Regions from separate parts of the Mus musculus genome. Here regions 1, 2, 3, 4, 5 and 6 are each linked to region 7. A link is a contact called in public HiChIP or PLAC-seq and promoter capture Hi-C data. All regions are on one chromosome and are shown on one strand. Each heading gives the region's core, a stretch centred on a gene start, on an enhancer-like site or on the middle of the called end of the contact. The rest is flanking DNA. Distances are from core to core; before and after follow the strand shown.

Region 1 (2,700 bases), core at 38-2,537, 740 kb after region 7:
TCTATCTATCTTCTATCTGTCTCTATCATCTATGTATCTATCTATGTATCTCTGTATGTATCTATGTTTGTATGTATCTATCTACCTATGTATCTATGTATCTATCTATGTATCTATGTATCTATCTCTATCATCTATGTATCTATGTATCTCTGTATGCATATATGTGTGTATGTATGTATGTGTGTATGTATGTATGTGTGTATGTGTGTATGTATGTATGTATGTGTGTATCTACCTATCTATCCATCTACCTATCATCTATCTATCTATCTATCTATCTATCTATCTATCTATCTATCTATCTATCTATCGAAACAGGGTCTCTTTATGTAGCTCTGGCTGTCCTGGAACTTACTGCATAAGTTAGTCTGGCCTGAAACTTGCAGAGATCTGCCAGCCTCTGCCTCCGGAATGCTGGGATTAAAGCCTTATGCCACCATGCCCCAGCCTGTCACTAGGGCCTTAAGACATGAGGTTTTCTTGTCTTCCTCCTGAAACAGACTGTCAACAGTCGATCCTTAGGCACAGGATGACATGGATACGGCTCTGCCAGTGAATGTGGCTGCTGTTTTTACTATAGTACATATAACCTTGTCACCAACTATCTAACAGAGATAGATGCTGTCCAGGTTCAACTCTGAACAAGAGATGCCTTTGGCTGTCCGGCTAAATTAAAGGCCACCCAGTTCTTACATAGCACGGCTGGAGTTGAGTGCAGCGCCATTTCCTTCCCTGTGAGCTAAACTGTAGCTGCTGTGTTCTGCTCACGGGGGCAAAGGCTCTCTTCTCTTACCCAGGAGTATCTTGGAGGGTAGGAGGAGTGCTCCATCAAACAGCCTTCCCCACCATGTTTAGTGACCTTCAAGGGGAGGAAGAGGCAAGTGAATCTCTGTGAGTTCAAGGCAACATAGCAAATTCCATAACAGTCAGGGCAACACGGTGAGTCCCTGCGTTAAAAAAAAATCCTCTCATTGGTTGATGACGACGACGACGATGATGATGATGATTGGACTTGAGGGGTCTAGGCTGGTCTGGAACTCTGTATGTAGCCATTCCTGTCTTCACCTCCAGAACGCTGGGAATATGGACCTATGCCATCACACACAGCCTTCCTCCCTAAGTGCCTCCCTCAGTATGAGTAGAAGCTGGCCTAGAGATGTATGGGACCCAAGAGGCTGAGGGGGTCTAGGTCTATGGCAGCAGGAAGCCTGAGGTGCTGGAGGCTTGTGGTTGGGTTGCTGGGGCTGGGTTGGCTGCAGAGCCCTCAGGAGACAGGAAGTCAGGGTGGAACGTGGGCGCGAGGAGACAGGTGGTGACTACGACGGCGAGGGGAGCTGACACCGGGTCCAGGCAGCCAAGCCAGGCTAGGAGCATCATGTGAATAGGCCAGAAGGCTCCCAGGCTGGGCAGGTAAGGGGTACTGGGAACAACAGTGTAGAAGGGGGCAATGGTGGGAACCAGACAGCAGAACACTGCGTCTGTGGAGGCCTAGGCTCCTTAGGTGTACAGAAACCTTTCAGAAATGCCTTCCTGGAGGTTGTCTGAGCTGGTGGCTCTTGCCTCTGCCATCTGCTGTCCATCATTTCCCACCTTAGGAGGAGCACACTCCTGGGAGAGCCAGCACATGATGTCAAGTGTTAAGAAGGCCACCAGCAGCCACCTGTCCAGTTCCTTGAGCTCAGAGGATGAGGTTTCTGAGGTCCAAAGGTGGCTGTGACCCTGTCTTAACCCATACCTCCTCACGATGGTCCGCGGCAAAGCAGGACCTTGCGTGGGGGTGTAGGCTTGACCTGGGCTCCTTCTATGCCTGTGGCACACAGGGTGATGAGATGGACCGTCCTGAGGGCAGGGCCCCAGGAATCAGTCCCCAGGTCCCTAAGGCAGACCCAAGTGGCAGAAACAGATGAAAGAGTAACCCATGGGATCCAGGTGGACATATGAGAATCGACGGCAGCCTTAGCAACCAGCATCCTGAAACACAGAGGAGTCAGTAAGGAAGCAGATAGATATGTGTAGGGCGTTTATCCAGAATGGATGTGTGTTCCCCGGGGAAGTTGGTAGTGAACGAGATGGGAGAAGGGAAGAGGAAAGACTATTTTTATCCTGAACTGGGTATAGCTGGAGCAGGGCAAGAACTTCTGAACTTCCCTCTGGAAAGTCACCGCTCCTGTCCTGCCAAGTGTCAGGACAGGATGTTCTTGCCTTTGCCCTTGTCCCCATCCTGTCTTAACTCAGCTGTATTTGTGTGTTCATGTCGGCCTTCATGATTCTTCCTTCAGACCCTAAAGGATAGAGGCCCAGAATCTTGTCACCAGCCACCACCCATTCGTTCAGTCAAACTCTAAACTCTGGAGGACGGTCTCTTCCTCCACTGACTGTCCAGGTTTCCCTTGCCTCACCGTAGATGTTTATGTCACAGATTTTCCATCTTGTCAGCATATGCTGGCCTCTTCCAAGACCTTGCCTCCTTACAGGGGCAGGAAACACACTGGCTCTTCCGGTGTTTCATCTGTCCTTGAACTGCAGTCCTCTAGGCTGGCCCTGTGCTGACTGGGAGAGGAATCCAACAGGGTTGCTTGTTCTTGGAGCTCAGGATGGTGGCTCTTCTCAAAAGAGCCCAGAGGACAAAGTCAGAGAATGGGTTGAGATCAGACGAGGGAGAAGTTTCCTTCAAGGGAATCTAGAAGCTTCCTGAAC
Region 2 (2,700 bases), core at 23-2,522, 640 kb after region 7:
CCGCTGTCTCTGGTTTTAAAGACAGATGGGGCAGAACGATTTTGGAGATAAGTGAGATAAGGAGGTTGATTATTGTGATAACAGTATTCCTTTTCCTCAAGTCATAGAATTTGACTTTTGAGTTGTTTCACTTTATCGGCCAGGCATTTGGTTAGAATTGGCAAGATTGGACGTAACCCCGGCTCTGTGTGTTGATGTGGAAGACTGGAATGCTATCATGCAAAATAAGGAGGTTAATAAGCATCAGCCCCAAATTCCTTGATTCAAAAGGCACGTGCTTCAAGGTCCTCATCACTAAAAAAGGGAGCTCATTGACCTGTTATTTATTTGTTTGCTTGTTTATTTGTTCATTTATTCATTCAATAGCTATAAGTCAGACACTGGAAGGTGGTGGTCATACTAGTCAGCAATATAGAACTGACCCTGTCATTAAAAGGTTACTGGGCTCTGCCCCTACCCCACCACACCCTTTTGCTGGAGAAACAAACTCCCTCTAGTGTGATAGCGCACACCTGTAACCTCAGCAGAGGGGAGGTGGAAGAAGGAGAATCTAGAGTTCAAGTCTAGGATATCTGAAACCCTGCCTCCCGTAAACAAACAACTGGTCTGGGAGCCTTTTACCTCAGCACTTGGGAGGCAGATAGGTGGATCGCTGTGAGTTTGAAGTCTTTCTGATTTATAAAGGTCCAGGCCAGCCAGAGATACATAGTAAAGATCCTGTCTCAAATGAACAAAAACAATATTCAAACCCCAGCTTAATCTCCACTCCTTTTCCTTATCTCCGGAGCCTTGAACGAATCACTTCCTCTCTCAAAATAATTATTTAGTTCAGGGTCTATACAGGCTTAATTATGAAGAATTTTTGGGAAAGAAGGTCTCGCCATAAAGAAGAAATAAAAACAGAAAGAGATTGGATCTCCAGGTCCAATCGTTCTGCCCCTTCTGCCTTTAAAACCACAGACAGCAAGGACCAGAGAGATGGCCCAGTGGTTTAAAGTGCTTGTGGCAACCGGGCGGTGGTGGCGCACGCCTTTAATTCCAGCACTTGGGAGACAGAAGCAGAGGCAGAGAGTTTGACACACTTTGTTTTGTACATATTCCTTCTAGTCTCCCTCCAGCCTCGGCTGTCTATTCCATCCCTAATTGCCATCTTTAGTGGCTGCGTTCTCTTTAAGCCCGCCCCTATCCTGATATCCCTTGGAGGGAAGGGGGCGTGAGGGTTAAGAACGCGTTTTAGCACGGTATAAAACGTTTGTCCCCGTCAGGCCGCCGTCCTGCAGGTCCGCCATATTGTCTGCCGAGGCTACCGCTGAAGCTACCGCTGCGGCCGCCGCCAAGTCCGAGCGAGCGGAGCCGCGATGGGTGAGTGAAGCGGCTCAGGAGATGGGTGTTCGGGCCGAGGTGTCGGGGAGCGGGGTCTGGCGAGGGCCTGTCTCTCGTCCGAAGCAGATGTCGGAAGCATCCAGAGAGGCATGGGAGGAGAAGGCAGATCGGGAGCGCCCCTCGGGCCAGTTTAGGGCTGGCGTAGGGCCGCCCGCACGGGGAGCAGCCCTGGGGGCTTGTTCCGCACTGCTAGCGTCCTGGGCTGTCCCCACGTGGTGGCCTCGGGTCAGAGCTCGCGCTTCCCGGGGTAAGCAGAGCCCTGCCCTCTCGCCCTGCGCCTGCCGTGGATCCGGGGGCCGGGCTCCGGGCTCCAGCAGCAGGCCTGGCCGCGGAGAGCCTGCTTCCTCGGGCTTTTGGACGCCGGGCTTCTGAACCAAGTGAAGTCCTAGCTGCCTACGTAGAGGGTAGAGTCCTCTGGAGAGGAGACCCAGGGCAGGCCAGCTCCGGCCCGGTAACCAAGGGCCGGCCGGGTCCAGCAGAGCTTGGGCCTTTGAAGGCCAGGAAAATGTCCCAGTCGGCGCAGGAATGGGGTGGTTCGGCTAGACTCAGTGACAGCCTTCGCAGTGGTAGAGAGACCAAAGCCAAGACTTCTTGGCACAGACAGGTCAGGGACTTACTGTTTCTGGGCCAACTCTGGTTAGGAGAAAAAGAGAGACCTGTTGATCTTTTTTAAAGAGCATTCCGGATACGAAAGCCGTTGCTCAAAAGAATACGATGATGGTCTTCGAATTCAGAAGTGAAACCAGTATTGGTAATTTGTTGGCATCAGTAAAGTGAAAAACTTTAAATTTGCCAATCTGTACGTGCAGACGTTATTGTCAGTGCTTAACGTGTCTTGTTTAACCTAATTGCAATCTAGTGGGATAGGTGCTGCTGTTATTCCTGTTTTGCAGATGGGGAAACTGAGGCTTAGAGTGGTAAAGTAACTTATCCAAGGTCACGCGGTGATTAAACCAGGGTGATCACTCCAGAGCCCTAGGAATTAACTGGTGCCTTTTATGGGCTGGCCCTCTAGTGGTGGGATGAGAGAGAGGGGGGACAGTTTTAACCCTGCGTAAAGTTGGGAAGTTGTGTTTTGATATGGGTCCAGTTTGAAATCTTTAGTCTGAATGAAAGTGGAAAAGTTTAGAGTGAATTGCTGACCTCCGCCTATTGTAAAGAGTAGTGCATTTCTAAAGTTTGCTATAATCTCTAATTCTGAGGAAACAGAAAAGACTTTCTCTGCCAGTGATTTCAGAATCAGATCTGGCCTGCCACTTCCCACCTCTCATCCAGTTTTCAAACAAAACTGTGCATAGAGAAGGCGTCTAACACACT
Region 3 (2,700 bases), core at 54-2,553, 710 kb after region 7:
GTCCCTGTTCTGGCTTGCACCTTCCCACGGGGGTTGGCATGGTTACAAATGCTCAGGGACCGCTCATGTGTTTGAAGACCCCTTAGAGCAAACAGAGAAACGCATTCAATGTACTCTATTGCCTTAAATGCCCTCTCCCTCGTCATGGCCAGTTCCCATCGTCCCTGCTGGTATAAGGCCTTGAGTGACAGTGTTACCCCTTCTAAGTAGCCCACTCCATGTCCTCCAGCTTCATCTCTCTGTACAGAATTCACACAGTACTATAAATATAGTACCTCTCTCCTTCCCCCTAACCCTCAGAGTAGGGCATATCTAGCTAGCTTACATAGGCAGCCATGGGCAGTTCTCGATAGCTTTCCTTATGTTCTACCCCAGGGCAAGTTGAGCCGAAAGAAAGCTCAACTTGGTGATGATGACCTTAAGAGTAGTCCTGGAGCCTGGCAGTGGTGGCGCCTTTAATCCCAGCACTCAGGAGTCAGATGCAGGCTGATCTCTGAATTCGAGGCTAGTGAGTTCAGGGTAGCCAGGGATACACAGAGAAACCCTGTCTCCAAAAACAAACAATAAGCAAAAATAGTCATTGATTGAACATGTACCCTGTACTAGGCCCAATGCTAAGTGTTTTATGTGTCTTACTTGAGTTCTTATATCAGCCCTATACAAGGGTTATCATTAAATTTTCCATTTTTTTGACGAAACAGACTCACAGAGGATAAATGACTCTTCCAGGAACTTCTAGTGAGTAAGAGATGGGCTGGGAATACGGCCGACCTATGGTGAAATTTTCAGGGGCTCGTCCGTGAGAGCTAGACGCACCTCAGTATTCCCGAAGAGAGCCTTTATCTCCTGCAACAGCTGCCAGGCCCACGTCCGCTCACGCACTTGCTCCAGGCCGGAGGAGGCTCGCTTCAGCAGCGGCTGCGTGCCACCCCACAGTGCGGCCACCAGCACCAGAGCAAGCACCTGCCCTGAAAGCAAAGGGTCAGAAAGTCACCCGGGTCCTCCTCCGGCCTCCTGCACCCTGCTGCCCGGCTCCATCTCCCTCCCTCCCTCTTCCCGCCGGGCTGTGATCGGTCGGGAGGACCCGCCCAGAGGGCGGCCGAAGTGAGACCAGGGTGCGTGGCTCAGCATTCCTGAGGCTCGGGGATGCCAGGAGACTGAGAACAGAGCTCCCGAGCCAGAGTCGGAGCCCGCGGAGGTGGGGGGCCCGGCTACCCACCCCAGGACGCCGCCATGAAAACGCCAGGCCCTTCTACTTCCGGGAGCGAGAGGGCGGAGCCCCCGCATCCGGAAGTCGTCCCTAGTCTTTTTCCGGTCCCACTCACATTGCCTCTCTCCTCGCGTCACCGCCAGGATGGTGAGTTCCAGGCGCGGCGTGCTGCCGTCGGGGGGCCTCAGTAGGCATGGGACGGGGTTCCCGGCACTGACACCCCGGTTCTGTCCCCACAGAAACCCATCCTGCTGCAGGGCCATGAGCGGTCCATCACGCAGATCAAGTATAACCGCGAAGGAGACCTTCTCTTCACCGTGGCCAAAGACCCTGTGAGCGACTGCGTGAGGGCGGGCGGCCGGGGGTCCGGGGCGGGGGGCCCGGAGGGGGCGAGTTCGCGCCGCCCGGACTGCGGGTGGACAAGGTTTACTGCCTGCGGGAGGGAAATTTTTCTGATAAGTAGGGAAAACCAACCCCATACCGCGGTAGGTTGGCGACAGCATTCCGCCAGGGAAATCTGGAAGGGAAGGGTACCTAGCCAGGGAGAAGAGAATCAGGAGACTGGAAGGGAGCCCAGGGACAGGACAGGACAGAATCAAGTGGTCTGTTCAATCCCACTTTGTTTCCTTTGGGGATTGTCTTTTGAGGCATTTGCATTGGAGGCAATAAACTGATAGTTAACAGTGGAGAGTTAAGTCGGAGCTTGAGATCTGAGCCCTAACTCCTGCTCCTACTAAGCAGTGTGACTTTGAACATGACATTTACCTTTTCTATAAACCACAGTTTTCCCTTTTAATAAAACATGGAGACTTTAATTAGCTCCCTCAGCAGAGTGAGGTCATTTCTGTAAATCGTTTTGCACTGTACCCGATGCATGTAAGTCACTTATTTTAAGTTTCATAGACATGGTTTCATTGGAGCTTCACAGCTGCCCTTTGAAGAAAGCTGTTGACAAGAGTGGGGTATCTGTCCATGGTGGCCAGCACACCTCTCCATCCTCCTGCCTCAGCCTCCTGGTCTTGGGAATACAAGTGTGTGCTACCACACACAGCCCCTCCCAGTCATTTTTTTTTTTTAATGTATGTGTGTGTAATGATTTTGTTTATTTTATGTGTATGGGTGCTTTGCTGCATTGTATGTCTACATAGCATGTGAGTGCCTGGTGCCTGTGAAGGCCAGAAGAGGATATCAAATCTCCTGGAACTGCAGATACAGATTGTTGTAAGCCATCATGTGGGTGTTGGGAATCAAACCCAAGTCATCTGGAGGAGCAGCCAGTGCTCTTTAAGCTCTGAGCCTTCTCTTCAGCTCTCCTAGCCATTTAAAGGAAGGGAGCTCTGTATTTAAGATCACACAGTGAGCTAGTGACAAAGCAGTGGAGCCCATACATCCTTACTGTCATCCGGAGTCAATTGAACAGGACCCGAAAGGTTTTTTTTCACACTGCAACTCAGGTTGGCCTTTACCTCTTCTGACTCCAGACAAAAGCA
Region 4 (2,700 bases), core at 124-2,623, 610 kb after region 7:
AATCCTAGCAACCACATGTGGCTCACAACCACCTGTAATGAGATCTGACGCCCTCTCCTGGTGTGTCTGAAGTCAGCTACAGTGTACTTATATATAATAATAAATCTTTGGGCCCCAGTGAGGGGGGTTGACTGGTGCGAGCACAGGTCCTAAAAATTCAATTCCCAACAACCACTTGAAGGCTCACAACCATCTTTACAGCTACAGTGTACTCACATAAAATTAAAAAAAAACTTAACAATAATATAAAGATTGCTTATGAGGCTGAGAATATAACTGAATGATAGAACACTTGCCTAGCCTGTATGAGGCCCTAATTTTAATCTCCTACCCTCACCCCCATAGACTGCTTATTAGTCTTGCAAGGGAAGAAATTACACTAACAATAACAGTAGCTACTTGCTTCCTCTGTTAAGTGTTTGCCAAACATGATGGCTAACACTGATTAAAACAGGTACTACATGGATTGTCTCATTTAATCTTCCATGCCTACAAGATAATTTGTGCTTGCATTAGGTTTGATTTCCATCCCTGAATAAATCTGTCATAGTGAGAGTAATAATTCCGACACTATGAAGCAGGATCAGAAATTCAAGGACATCCTCTAATCCATAGCAAATTCAAGGACAGCCCAGGCTACCAGAGGCTCTGTCTTAAAAACCAAAATCAAAGGGCTGGCGAGATATCTCAGCAAGTAAAGGTTCTTGTAGCCAAGCCCGATAGCCTACGTGTTAGGCTACATGGTAGAAGAACCAGTACTACTACCAGTTGTCTTCCCAAGTCCACTGCTCTGCGCATCCCTCCCTCTCTCCGGCACACCAAATTCTAAAATGTTAAGAACCCTAATAGGCGGTTATTATTAATACCCATTAACACTATTTCGAAATTTGAAAATGGCAGGCACAGGTTCTTAGCTAAGGTGGTGGCAGTGAAATCAACAGTGGAGAACATGAGAATCAAACATGAGAAATGGATAGAGTTTAGGGTCATCAAGATGAGGCCAAAAATTGGATATAGAGTTTTGGAGGAAAGGGGAAGTGACTCGTAGATTTTGACTGGGGTGGGCCAAAGCACACTAAAGCCTAAGAGTTCTGAAAGCCCAGTTTGGGACTCGCTGAGTATGAGGTGACTGTGTTGTACAAAAACAGGACTTCACTAGAGGCAAAAGGCCGCTCTGGTGTCCTCCTCTAAGTCAGAACAGGGTGAAGAAACACGGGAGGTGGGTTCGCCCGCTCCAGAATCTCTTGAGCAGCAGCTGCGGGAAAGGCGTGGGGAAAGGCAAGACAAAGAGCGTTAGCACAGCTTTTGTCCAAACGGCCCCTTTAAGAAGCGCGCTCCCGACTCCCAGCCCGCCTAGCATGCAAATTGAGCAGCCGGAGGGAGCGTGCGGCTGATACCCGGCCCGGGCTGCGGCGGTTAGTCCTCTCTCGGCCGCCGTCGCCTCCGACATATTGCCCGCAGGAGCTGCGGCGGTGAGCGGAGAGCGCCGGGGGAAGGAGATGGGTGAGCAGAGCTGGCTGGGCTCGTTCGGGGGTCGCGGGATAGCGGGGAGCCTGGCTGCGAACTGCCTCCCCACGCGGACCGGAGTCGCGGGCAGGGGGAGGGGGAGGGGAAGGGACGCGGCGCAGGCGGGACCCCGCCCCTCCGGTCCTGAGGGGGCGGGTCACCGCTTGGTAGGCGGAGCTTCCAAAAGGGAGAGGGGCTCGGAGGGGCTCAGGCTTTCTTTGGGGCACACAATTCTCCTGTCTGCAGATGGGGGCCGGGCACTCTGGTGGGAGGGGCTGAGAGCTTAGGGTTCGCCTTTTGTGATTGCCGGTGGGGGAGAGAATTTTCTGGACTATAGGGGTTTACACTGAGAGCGGTGGGGCCGCAGGGACACCTAGCCCACCAAGGGAGTCCATTCCGATTCAAGCTTCCAGTCCTAGAGAGCATTGCCCGGCTTGTGGGCGGGGTCTTGGGGTTGACAGTTGTGTGTGGGCGGGGTTTCTGGGCTAGGGGCTTTATGTGGGTGCCGAGCTTCTAAAAGATAGTGGGTGTGGGCAGAGTTCCTGGGCTGAGGGTGTGTGTTGGGGGGGGGGGTTCTAAACCAAACCAAATATAACAGCGTGTGAACAAAGCTTCCGGTTTGGGGCTTGAAGTCAGCTTTCTGGACATGCATATTGTGAAGAGCTGTCAGAAAACCTTCAGAGATAGGAAAGCTTGGGCACCGTGTGTATGAATGGAGGCTACTGTGTTGCTGTGAGGAAGTTGAGGAAGTTATAACTTCGATTAAGGGTTTGGGAGCTAAGTGCAGGATGCTGCCTAGGATCTTAGGCTAGACTACTAAGCTTAGGGAATATAGTTTTGTAAAATCTTAAGTTTGAGATTCCCAACCACAGCGCTCTTTCTAAGGCCATTCTGACGTTAAGGCCAGGCCGTGGGTCATTGAGTTAGATCTCAGGGCCCTGGAGGGAAAACTTGTCTCAAACCTGACCAGATTGTAGCGTCTGGAGACTCAGATCCAGATAAAATCCAGCAAATACCAGCGCTGAGCAGCTCAGGACTCAGGCTCTGAAAATCTTACCAAACTGGTCCAGTGAACCGGATTAAGGGAACTGGCAGTAAAAATAACAGTCTGGTAGCACATGCCTGTCATCCTGTCATCCTAGCATTTGGGAGACTGAGGCAGGTGGGTTGTGAGTTTGAGGCTATTCTGTGCTA
Region 5 (2,700 bases), core at 41-2,540, 600 kb before region 7:
TGGTTATGAAGTAGCAATGAAAATAATGTTACGGTTGGGGAGGGTGGGGTCACCACAACGTGAGGGACCGTATTTAAGAGTCGCAACATTAGGAAGGTTGAGAACCCCTGCTTTCGGTGGACAGGTGGGTCAAGACACACTCATGGAAAGGCAGGGGACCATGTTGCACATGTCCCTCATGCTTTATAGATATCAACTTCACCCACACAGCCACCCAACACACAGCTCTTATCATCCTCATCTTCTGTTTTGATCTAAAGAAACAGGCTCAGAGAGGTTCAACAAGTCATGTGAGACTGCACAGCAAAGGCTGGGAATGGGGGAGGGGGGCAGGGAGGTGCACACAAGAGCTTCAGGACAGAACTGGTTTGTACCACTGCCTGGTGCCACACGGCCTGTGGCCGGAAGCAGATGTCACCAGGCTCTGCGCAGCAGCCTACGGATTTAGGTTGATTTTGAGGAAGCTCTTCCAGGCCCAGGAGAGCTGTTAGCCACAGGTTCTGTCTGAGTCACTGAAGCCAAGAAATGTTTGGGCCTCAGAGAGCTAAGTGTGGCCAGGGGCAGGGGGTGAGGGGTAAATCCCAGCAGAAGAGAACAGAGACTCCAACTTTAGGCCACTCCAAAGGGAGAGCCTTATCCCTGGTCACTAAGACTGGACCTGGGGTCACACTGTGACAATGACAGCCACTGTGACATGCTGGCTGCCCCCCACCACCCCCAAGCAGTTCCCCAGCCACAAAGCTTAAGCCATCCTTGAAGGGAGAAGGTGGCAGCTTGACTGAGCTGTGAGCTGAGAGGAAGCAGTCGCTGGTTCCCAGTAGAAGTCCAAAGGTAAACCCAGACCCCAGACTAGGAAAGGGCCCAGAAAGCCCTACACCCGGGCCTGTGTGGAGCTTGGCATCCTGGAACAATCCCAACCTGCACTCCTCCCCGTTGCCAGCCTGCCTTTCTCTTTGCACAGCCACAACCAAAAGGGCACTATTCTGTTCAACTCCACAGGGAACTACTAAGGCCCAGAGTAGCACAGGGCTTGTCCAGGGTCCCACAGACAAGTAATAGGTAGCAATCCCCCAGTTGGAAGGTCTCAGTGTGTCCTCACGCACACACACACACACACACACACACACACACACACACACACACCAAACACCCCAGACTCCCCAATACTCACTATGTGGTAAATGGCCAGGGCTATGGTGGCGACTCGGATGTTGAAACAACAGCATGTCTGTCTGACCGGCGCTGCACGGGAGGCCATGGTGCGCAGTCCCCTCTTCGGAGGCTCTGAGTAAGGAGTCTTGGGCCCACAGCAGAACAAAAAAGAGGAAGCCACAGGCTGCCTGCCTCACTTCCGCCTTGCCCTCAGACGGTAGGGGCCAGGTCTGTAAGTCTGGGTTGTAGCAGCTGCAGGGGAGGGAAGGGGGGGGGGGGTCACAGGGAGCCCGACTGAGGCATCTACCACTCCCAGGGGCTCCAATGCTTCACCAGGGCTGGGCTCCGCATTTATATGCACTCTGCTTCCTGGATGCTGAACACCGCCCTAGAAGCCCTTTTCTAGAAAAAGAATCCGATATGGAAATCTGTCCCTAATCAAACAGTAGTTCTAATGGAAGGATTCAAACTCAAATGTGTCTGGTTGTAAAAACAGTAGCTGTCAGTAAACTGCTCCTTCGAGATCCTGTGAAGCTTAGCTCCTTACCTGGGCTGTTCCAGGGAGGGACTGTTGGTTTGGTTTGGTTTGGTTTGGTTTGGTTTGGTCTGGTCTGATTTGGTTTGGTTTGCGGGGGGAGGGGGGGGGCAGGGTTTCTTTGTAGAGCCCTGGCTGTCCTGGAACTCACTCTGTAGAGCAGGCTGGCCTCAAACTTATAGAGATCTGCCTGCTTCTCCCTACCAAGTGTTGGGATTAAAGGCGAATACTGTCACTTCCCAGGAGGAGGTGCTATTCTTATCCCCATTGCACAGATGAAAAAACTGAGGCACAGGATGAAGCCATTTCTCCCTTGCAGTCACCAAGATAGTCTAAAAAGGAGTGGGAACTGGAACGGAGGCCAACTGCCTCTAGAGTAGTAATTCTCAACCTGTGGATCATAACCTGTCCAGGGGTCGGCCGACCCTTTCATGGGAGTCACATATCAGATATTCTGGATATCAGATATTTACATTACAACTCATAGCAGAAGTAAAATTACAGTTATGAGGTAGCAACAAAACATAATTTTATGGGTGGGGATCACCACAGCATGAGGAACTAACTGTGTTAAAGGACCACAGCACCAGGAAGGTTGAGAACCGCTGCCCTAGAGGCCCTCCCTGAAGCTGGGCTTCTCACACATCTCCATCTCCTCCTCACTCTGGGCTCTGAAGAATTGTCACATGGGAAGCCATAGGCATGAGTGTGTACCAGGCCCCTGTAATAGGCTCTTTCTCTTGTGGTCTGTAACCCCTGGAGGAGATCTGGGAGACCCCTGGCCGAACCCGCTTTGCAGGGTCCCTCGAGACAGAAACCTGGGATTGTGCGTTCTTCCCCACTCTCTAAGAAACGTTGGAATTAGTAAGTTTGAGACTCTTCCCTGACTTAAGACTCTTCCCTGATGTCTCAGGGGATAAATGACCCACGCTGCAATAAAGGAAGGGACAAGAAGCCCTTGCTCAGACCTGTGGGAAGCCCCAAGCAGGTGTCCTGTGACACTGTGGAGTTTG
Region 6 (2,700 bases), core at 53-2,552, 930 kb after region 7:
TTCAAATAAGCACTGGTCTACCTTTCCTTCCATTATCTCCCATTACCTCAAAAGTCCAGGAAACGAATCTTAATCACAGAGCACCCCTGGGGTAAACAGGTGTGACATTAAGAAACTGTTAGGTGTCAAACCTGGGACAAATAGCTGGGGTGCCTAGTTAACATGTCAAAGCTGACCTGGCCACCAGGTTCTCCCAGCATCCCTCAGTCCAATACCTGTTACAGGGTCCTCTAGGCTGGCATATCCGGCCCCCTAGCTTGAATCCTCCAGTCCAGGGGGCTGAGCTATTCTTCCCTATATAATCCAACCATTTTGGCTCCCTACCCTCTTTGTAATTTGGGTCTCCTGCTGTACTTGGTTCTGCTGCTCTCTCTCCTCCCTCCCCCACCCCACATCACAGGGCACAGCTCAGTTCACTCTGTACTCTCCCAGATGTTCCTGCCTCTGGCTGTGCTCTCCCACATATCTATAATAAACTTTCTCCTCCACTATACCTAGGACCAGGCATGTCCCTTTCCTTTTTATTTCTCCTTTTTTTTTTTTTTTCATTCAGAAATGACTGTATTGTATTCTCAGAGAGAATGATGTTCGAATACATAGTTACTTAGTGAGGAGATCGGAGAAATAGGACCCTGATGGGCTTGACTGAGGCTTGGGAGAGGAACGCCTCAAAATATTAAACGCATGCTTTGAGACTTTGAATCTTCTCCCCCATTCCGCATTACTTGACAATCAGCGTGAAGAAGTAGAAAACTAATTTAGTTTGTGGAATTTAAGCAGTATGAAAATTCAGCGGTTTACTATTTTAGGAAATGTATCACCTGATATTTGTGTGCCATAAATATTAGGGTCACGTCAGAAGAGAAACTTGATTTTACGACCAATTTTTATATTTGAAAACACGAAACACTGTTTTGTACTAGTTTTATATAAAGAATCACGGCCTCTTAATCTCAGCCCCTCCGGGCTTGCCTCTTCAAAGGGCTTGATGGGGACCTACAGAGGTTTCTAAAAGGCTATAACTGAAATTAAGTGCTTCGTCAAAGGGCGATTTTGTGGAACTCTCTCCCATTTTACGTCGCTAAACTTAAGTACAATAATGTCACATGTATACAGTATTTGTGGGCACGCCTAAGTCCCTCCCTCTCTCCTTGAACCAATATCTCCACATATTAGAAATCCAGCCCTTCTGCCCTCCGGAGGCGCCTTTCCCAACGTAAAGTACAATTTTAAAATTTAAGCTCCCGACTAAAAGAATGATCCCCAATCAACTGCTGGGGAACCTGGGCGCCCTAGTGCCTGCGGAGGGTGCAGTCGGGCGTGGGCACGGACAGGGGGAGTGGGCGAAGCTGCTGGTTGGTGCCTGAAATCTGTGCGTTGCCCCTTTAATTGTGTCCTCAGCCCTCGGGCGTTTCTGTCCAACGCCCACGTCAGCAAATACCTTTTGTTTCTCCCACGTTGGGGCTACTTGTTTTAGGGCGCAAAGCCTCGGCTTCGGAAAGGGGCTGCTTCCCCTACCCGGAACCGGGAATCGCTCCGCAGCGCGCGCGCGCGCGAGCGAGCGAGCGAGCGAGCGGCTAGAGCCCCGCGGTAAGTGGCTGCACGGGCGCGGGCGGGAGGAGGGCGGCCCGGGCGTCGGGGCTGCGGGCCGGGCCCAGAGCCTGGCGGAGGGCGGCGGAGCCGCCGGGGTGCGCCCCGGGACTGCAACCCCAGCCGGTGCGCCGGGCGACGCAGGGGGCACCCGGCGCCATTTGCAGCCGGGGGCGCAGAGCGGCGGCTCCGAGGGTCGGCGACGGCCACAAAGGAGACGCGGGCGGCGGCGGCGGCCCCGGGCGCGGCTGCGGGACAATGGCTGCACCGTCGCCGCCCGCGCCCGCCCCGCCGCCAGCCTTGGCCCGGCCCGGGGAAAGGCGGGAAGGCGCCCGAGCCTCCTGACGGCCGCGGCGGCGAGGCGGCGCCACGGGGCCGGGCGTGTCTGCAGACGTCGGGCGCGGGGCGCGGGGCGCTGCAGCCCGGCGGTCTCACTCCGCCCTCCACTCTCTGGTTTTCCATCACGACGCGACAGTTCTGGGCTTAGAACCGAGGGCAGAAATATGGAGCCCCAGCTGGCCCCGCGGCAGAATGTCCCTGGCATCTCCCACCTGGAGACACTGTCGGCTTTAGTCCCTTCGCGCTCTGGCGCGCTTACTCGCCCTTGACCGTGCGGTTATTCGTAATCCACGTCTTTGCGAGACGTGTTTGGAATAGGATTCACACCTAGCGGGCACCCAACCACACACGCCGCCAACACCTAGAAGTCTTTCTATTTGCAGAACTTTAGTAAATGGAGTGGTTTCACTTTGACGAAATATTGCACTTAATTTCTTATGAGACGGCTACGGGTTCCGGCTGTTTATTCTACCTAGCAAAGGGGAAAGGGGGAAAAATAAAACGCTAATGGTTAGGGAGTCTCATCCCTAGGCAGGGAGCTGAGACGTGGCAGCCCCCCAAGGCGCCCTGTTCTTGCAGCGTCCCGGAACAGTCTCCAAAGTACCAAAACCTTCGCTGATTTTATCACTTAAATCGCACTTTTATTTACCTATTTATTCTTTGTTTTAAAGCGGACTCAGGCTAGACTTGAAAATTTGATCTTACCTCCACCTCGGGAGGGCTGGGATGCACTAGGCAAATTTTTGGCACAATTATATACTTTTTAATATT
Region 7 (2,737 bases), core at 137-2,636:
TCTTGGATAAGTGGTTCATGTGACATTCCCCACTGTTGAAATGGGAAGAACTCTAGGTAGTTCTGGGTTCTCAACTATTTGGAAGGCCGAGATGGCAGGTTACAAGATCAAAGCCAACCTGGGGAAGTTAGTGAGAACCTGTTACACAGAGTAAAAAGAGGGTGTGTGTGTGTGTGTGTGTGAGTGGGGAGTATAACTCAGCAGTAGGGGGCATGCACAAGGCTCTAGTTCAGTCTTCAAAAAGAAATCCTGGGCTTTCCTATGAGGCGATGAGCTCATGTGTCCCAAGCTGTCTTCCTATTAAGTAAATCATGGGACTCTTCCTTTCTTTTTTTTTTCAAGACATGGTTTCTCTGTGTAGTCCTGGCTGTCCTGGAATTCTCTCTGTATAGACCAGGCCTAGAACTCGGGAGATTCACCTGCCTCTGCTTCCCAGAGTGCTGGTTAAAGGCGTTGTGTCACCGCCCACACCACACAATTTCCCCAGCCCCAAGCCACACTCTCCCTTCATAGCTCTTCACCTTTCTTCTGACACCCTCTGCTCGATCCCAGGCTTTCTTCACCCTATCCCCAGCACTGATCCGGTGGCCGACTGGTGCGGCCGGGAAGCCTATGTGTAGTGGTCGTCTTGCCCTGCTCTAGCAGCAGCGTCTCCGACTGATCCCAGGGGTGGCTGCACACACTGTAGGTGAAGGTCAGGCTGGTGAGAACCAGGGCATCTTCCAGAGAGAGGCCTCTTCACTACCCCAACATGGAGGGGTAGGGCTTGTTGCTGACTGCCTGGCTGTATCTTCACCTCTTCCCAGATGGAATTCACTGATTTTCTTTAGTCTTCCTCCAGGCTCTGTACACTCCTATCTGCTCTATTCCCTTTCGGAATTCAATTTCTGGACCACCATGCTCCTCTTTGCCTTCTCCTGCGGCCAGCCTCCCGCCCTTCTTTCCCTCCCCTTTCCACCTCCGGATCACCTACACTGCTTCCTAGAAAGCCTCCCATCCCGGACCTCTGCGGCCACAGCTGCCTCTACCCTTCCCCTCCAGCTACGAGGCTCGCCAAGCTTGGACCGCGACACCCCCCTCCCAGGAGGCCGGGGTGGGGTGGGGTGGAGTGGAGTGGCTTCAGCCCAGGCCACCCTCCGCACCTCAGTATTCCCTGTCTGGACTGGCTAGGAGCTTGCGGGAGGCACATGGGGGCACTCCCCCTGGGAGCTCAGCGCCAAGACCGCCTTGCCGGCCCTCCTGACCCTAGATCCTGCGCCGTTCGTTCGCTCACCGAGTGACTTCATGTAGTCATCAAAATTCTTGCTGTCCACTAGCTTCCAGGTACCGACAAAGGCGTCCGCCATGGTGCGATGAGTGAGGAGGCGAGCAGGCACTGAGAACCGCAGCTCCCGGCTGGACAGCCTCTTTAAATAGCCCTCGCATCACATGATGAAAGTGGCCCACACCCCTCGCTCCCGAAATAGGAAGCCGGGGCTTGCACTCCCGCAAAGGGCTGGGGCCCATCCCCCACAGCCCTCCCGTCGCCTACGTCAGCGGCGCCCGCGGTCCTGTTGGTGCCATCTAACCCATCCCTGGCCTGGCTGCGGGGCGCTTCCCGCAACCCAAGTAGAGCATCCCCCGGCCATACTGAAAGGAAACTCGCCCTTGAGCTGGTGCCACGCTGGAGAAACGCCGCTTGATCCTTCTGCCGCCTTGTTTTTTAATTCGCTGTGGTTTTATTCTTATATTGTGTATGCTCGTGTAGGCGTACTTATGGGGAAGGGGTGGGAGACTGGGGCGTTCGTTGTAACTCGCGGGAGTCCCTTCTCTGCTTCCACCGTGTGGGTCCCACGTATCAAACTGGGGTTGTCAAGGCTTGACAGCAAGGGCCTTTACCCAAAAACCCATCTCAACGGTCCTATGTCCTCTTCTTGTAGAAGAGGCTCAGAGGCTCGGAGAGGAATGACGCGGTCGCCGTAAGTAAAAAAGAATTGGAGCCTGGACAGAGAGCATGGTCTAGTGGCCTTTGAGCCCTCTTGCTCCTACCAGACAAGTGGAAAAGAGTTGCCTTGGACACCGCGGATGGCTGAGCTGCCCAGCGCCTCACCTGCTGGCGGAGAACGTGACCTTGCTTCCCTCATGCTAGCCCCACACGTGCTAGCCCCTCCCTGCGGAATGTCTCCCGCCTGCGCCTTTCTCCGCAGTCCCACCCGTCGCCGCTGCCTGAAAGCGCTTCAGGCTTTATTTACTGACCTCTGAGCTTGTGCCAGGGTCGTTCTTCACTCCGCGAAGACAATTTGTCTATTCAGAGGGTTCTTCCGGCCTCGGCCACCTTAACTCCCGGAAAGCCGCGACCCTCTGCTGAAGTCAGTTTTTTCCCCTGACTTCTGCCACTAGACTGCTTGTCACCTTAAAGTACGTTATTAAATAAGACCCGACTATTGATGGTTGTAGCCTACTTCAGGGCATGGTCACACTCAACTTTTTCGTTGGTAGGTGGTATCATCCCCTTTTTACAGGTGAGTAAGGGAACCTCAGTGGAGCCTATTCCTTAGTTCAGCAGTTTCTGTTTAATTATTACCAAGTCAGCATCTCAATGTGTAGCAGGGGTTGACCTTGAACTAAAGATTCTCCTGCCTCTGTCTCCTGGGTTACAGCTGTGTGCCGCTGCTCTGGCTTGAGCCAACAGTTAATACGGCACCTGCACCTGGAGGCAAGAGATTCCTGAGTTGGGGGCCAGTCTGAGCCAAGGCAA

The links. Promoter capture Hi-C pulls out the DNA fragments that hold promoters and counts their contacts. HiChIP or PLAC-seq counts read pairs in DNA pulled down with a chosen protein or histone mark.
Region 1: a promoter capture Hi-C map of liver shows a contact between it and region 7, with 4 times the contacts expected there. The contact joins the promoter of Lck here to the promoter of Fabp3 in region 7. A contact is called at or near these places in 2 of 39 promoter capture datasets (the SN4741 cell line and liver) and 1 of 115 datasets of contacts at active chromatin or transcription factors (trophoblast stem cells).
Region 2: a contact with region 7 is called in an H3K27ac HiChIP or PLAC-seq map of embryonic stem cells, with 4 times the contacts expected there. The contact joins the promoter of Kpna6 here to the promoter of Fabp3 in region 7. A contact is called at or near these places in 6 of 115 datasets of contacts at active chromatin or transcription factors (bone marrow-derived macrophages, embryonic forebrain, embryonic stem cells and 1 more).
Region 3: an H3K27ac HiChIP or PLAC-seq map of microglia shows a contact between it and region 7, with 5 times the contacts expected there. The contact joins the promoter of Eif3i here to the promoter of Fabp3 in region 7. A contact is called at or near these places in 2 of 115 datasets of contacts at active chromatin or transcription factors (extraembryonic endoderm stem cells and microglia).
Region 4: an H3K27ac HiChIP or PLAC-seq map of extraembryonic endoderm stem cells shows a contact between it and region 7, with 2.6 times the contacts expected there. The contact joins the promoter of Tmem39b here to the promoter of Fabp3 in region 7. A contact is called at or near these places in 3 of 39 promoter capture datasets (hippocampal neurons and liver), 1 of 15 datasets of contacts at CTCF or cohesin (embryonic stem cells), 1 of 484 Hi-C or Micro-C datasets (embryonic stem cells) and 2 of 115 datasets of contacts at active chromatin or transcription factors (extraembryonic endoderm stem cells and forebrain).
Region 5: a contact with region 7 is called in a promoter capture Hi-C map of liver, with 5 times the contacts expected there. The contact joins the promoter of Laptm5 here to the promoter of Fabp3 in region 7. A contact is called at or near these places in 7 of 39 promoter capture datasets (the 3T3-L1 cell line, embryonic stem cells, hippocampal neurons and 2 more), 4 of 115 datasets of contacts at active chromatin or transcription factors (all in embryonic stem cells) and 1 of 9 other capture datasets (embryonic stem cells).
Region 6: a promoter capture Hi-C map of liver shows a contact between it and region 7, with 3 times the contacts expected there. The contact joins the promoter of Zbtb8a here to the promoter of Fabp3 in region 7. A contact is called at or near these places in 2 of 39 promoter capture datasets (both in liver).

What each region holds. Positions count from the first base shown.
Region 1 is chr4:129,572,228-129,574,927 of GRCm38.p6, reverse strand. Lck (lymphocyte protein tyrosine kinase) reads left to right here and starts at 1,287. Exons shown (of 13, transcript NM_001162433.1): 1 at 1,287-1,413.
Region 2 is chr4:129,671,339-129,674,038 of GRCm38.p6, reverse strand. Kpna6 (karyopherin (importin) alpha 6) reads left to right here and starts at 1,272. Exons shown (of 14, transcript NM_008468.4): 1 at 1,272-1,362. The coding sequence starts at 1,359.
Region 3 is chr4:129,599,251-129,601,950 of GRCm38.p6, reverse strand. It overlaps Eif3i (eukaryotic translation initiation factor 3, subunit I), which reads left to right and starts at 1,303. Exons shown (of 11, transcript NM_018799.2): 1 at 1,303-1,357; 2 at 1,450-1,542. The coding sequence starts at 1,355. It overlaps Tmem234 (transmembrane protein 234), which reads right to left and starts at 1,271. Exons shown (of 5, transcript NM_029748.3): 1 at 1,220-1,271; 2 at 817-968. The coding sequence starts at 1,235.
Region 4 is chr4:129,695,518-129,698,217 of GRCm38.p6, reverse strand. It overlaps Tmem39b (transmembrane protein 39b), which reads left to right and starts at 1,373. Exons shown (of 9, transcript NM_199305.2): 1 at 1,373-1,503. The coding sequence starts at 1,500.
Region 5 is chr4:130,911,906-130,914,605 of GRCm38.p6, reverse strand. Laptm5 (lysosomal-associated protein transmembrane 5) reads right to left here and starts at 1,290. Exons shown (of 8, transcript NM_010686.4): 1 at 1,172-1,290. The coding sequence starts at 1,258. Gm38599 (a long non-coding RNA gene) reads left to right here and starts at 714. Exons shown (of 5, transcript XR_001784452.2): 1 at 714-831.
Region 6 is chr4:129,376,630-129,379,329 of GRCm38.p6, reverse strand. It overlaps Zbtb8a (zinc finger and BTB domain containing 8a), which reads left to right and starts at 1,302. Exons shown (of 5, transcript NM_028603.4): 1 at 1,302-1,590.
Region 7 is chr4:130,307,387-130,310,123 of GRCm38.p6, reverse strand. Fabp3 (fatty acid binding protein 3, muscle and heart) reads right to left here and starts at 1,386. Exons shown (of 4, transcript NM_010174.2): 1 at 1,274-1,386. The coding sequence starts at 1,346. Gm10570 (a long non-coding RNA gene) reads left to right here and starts at 2,419. Exons shown (of 4, transcript XR_868203.3): 1 at 2,419-2,501; 2 at 2,640-2,737.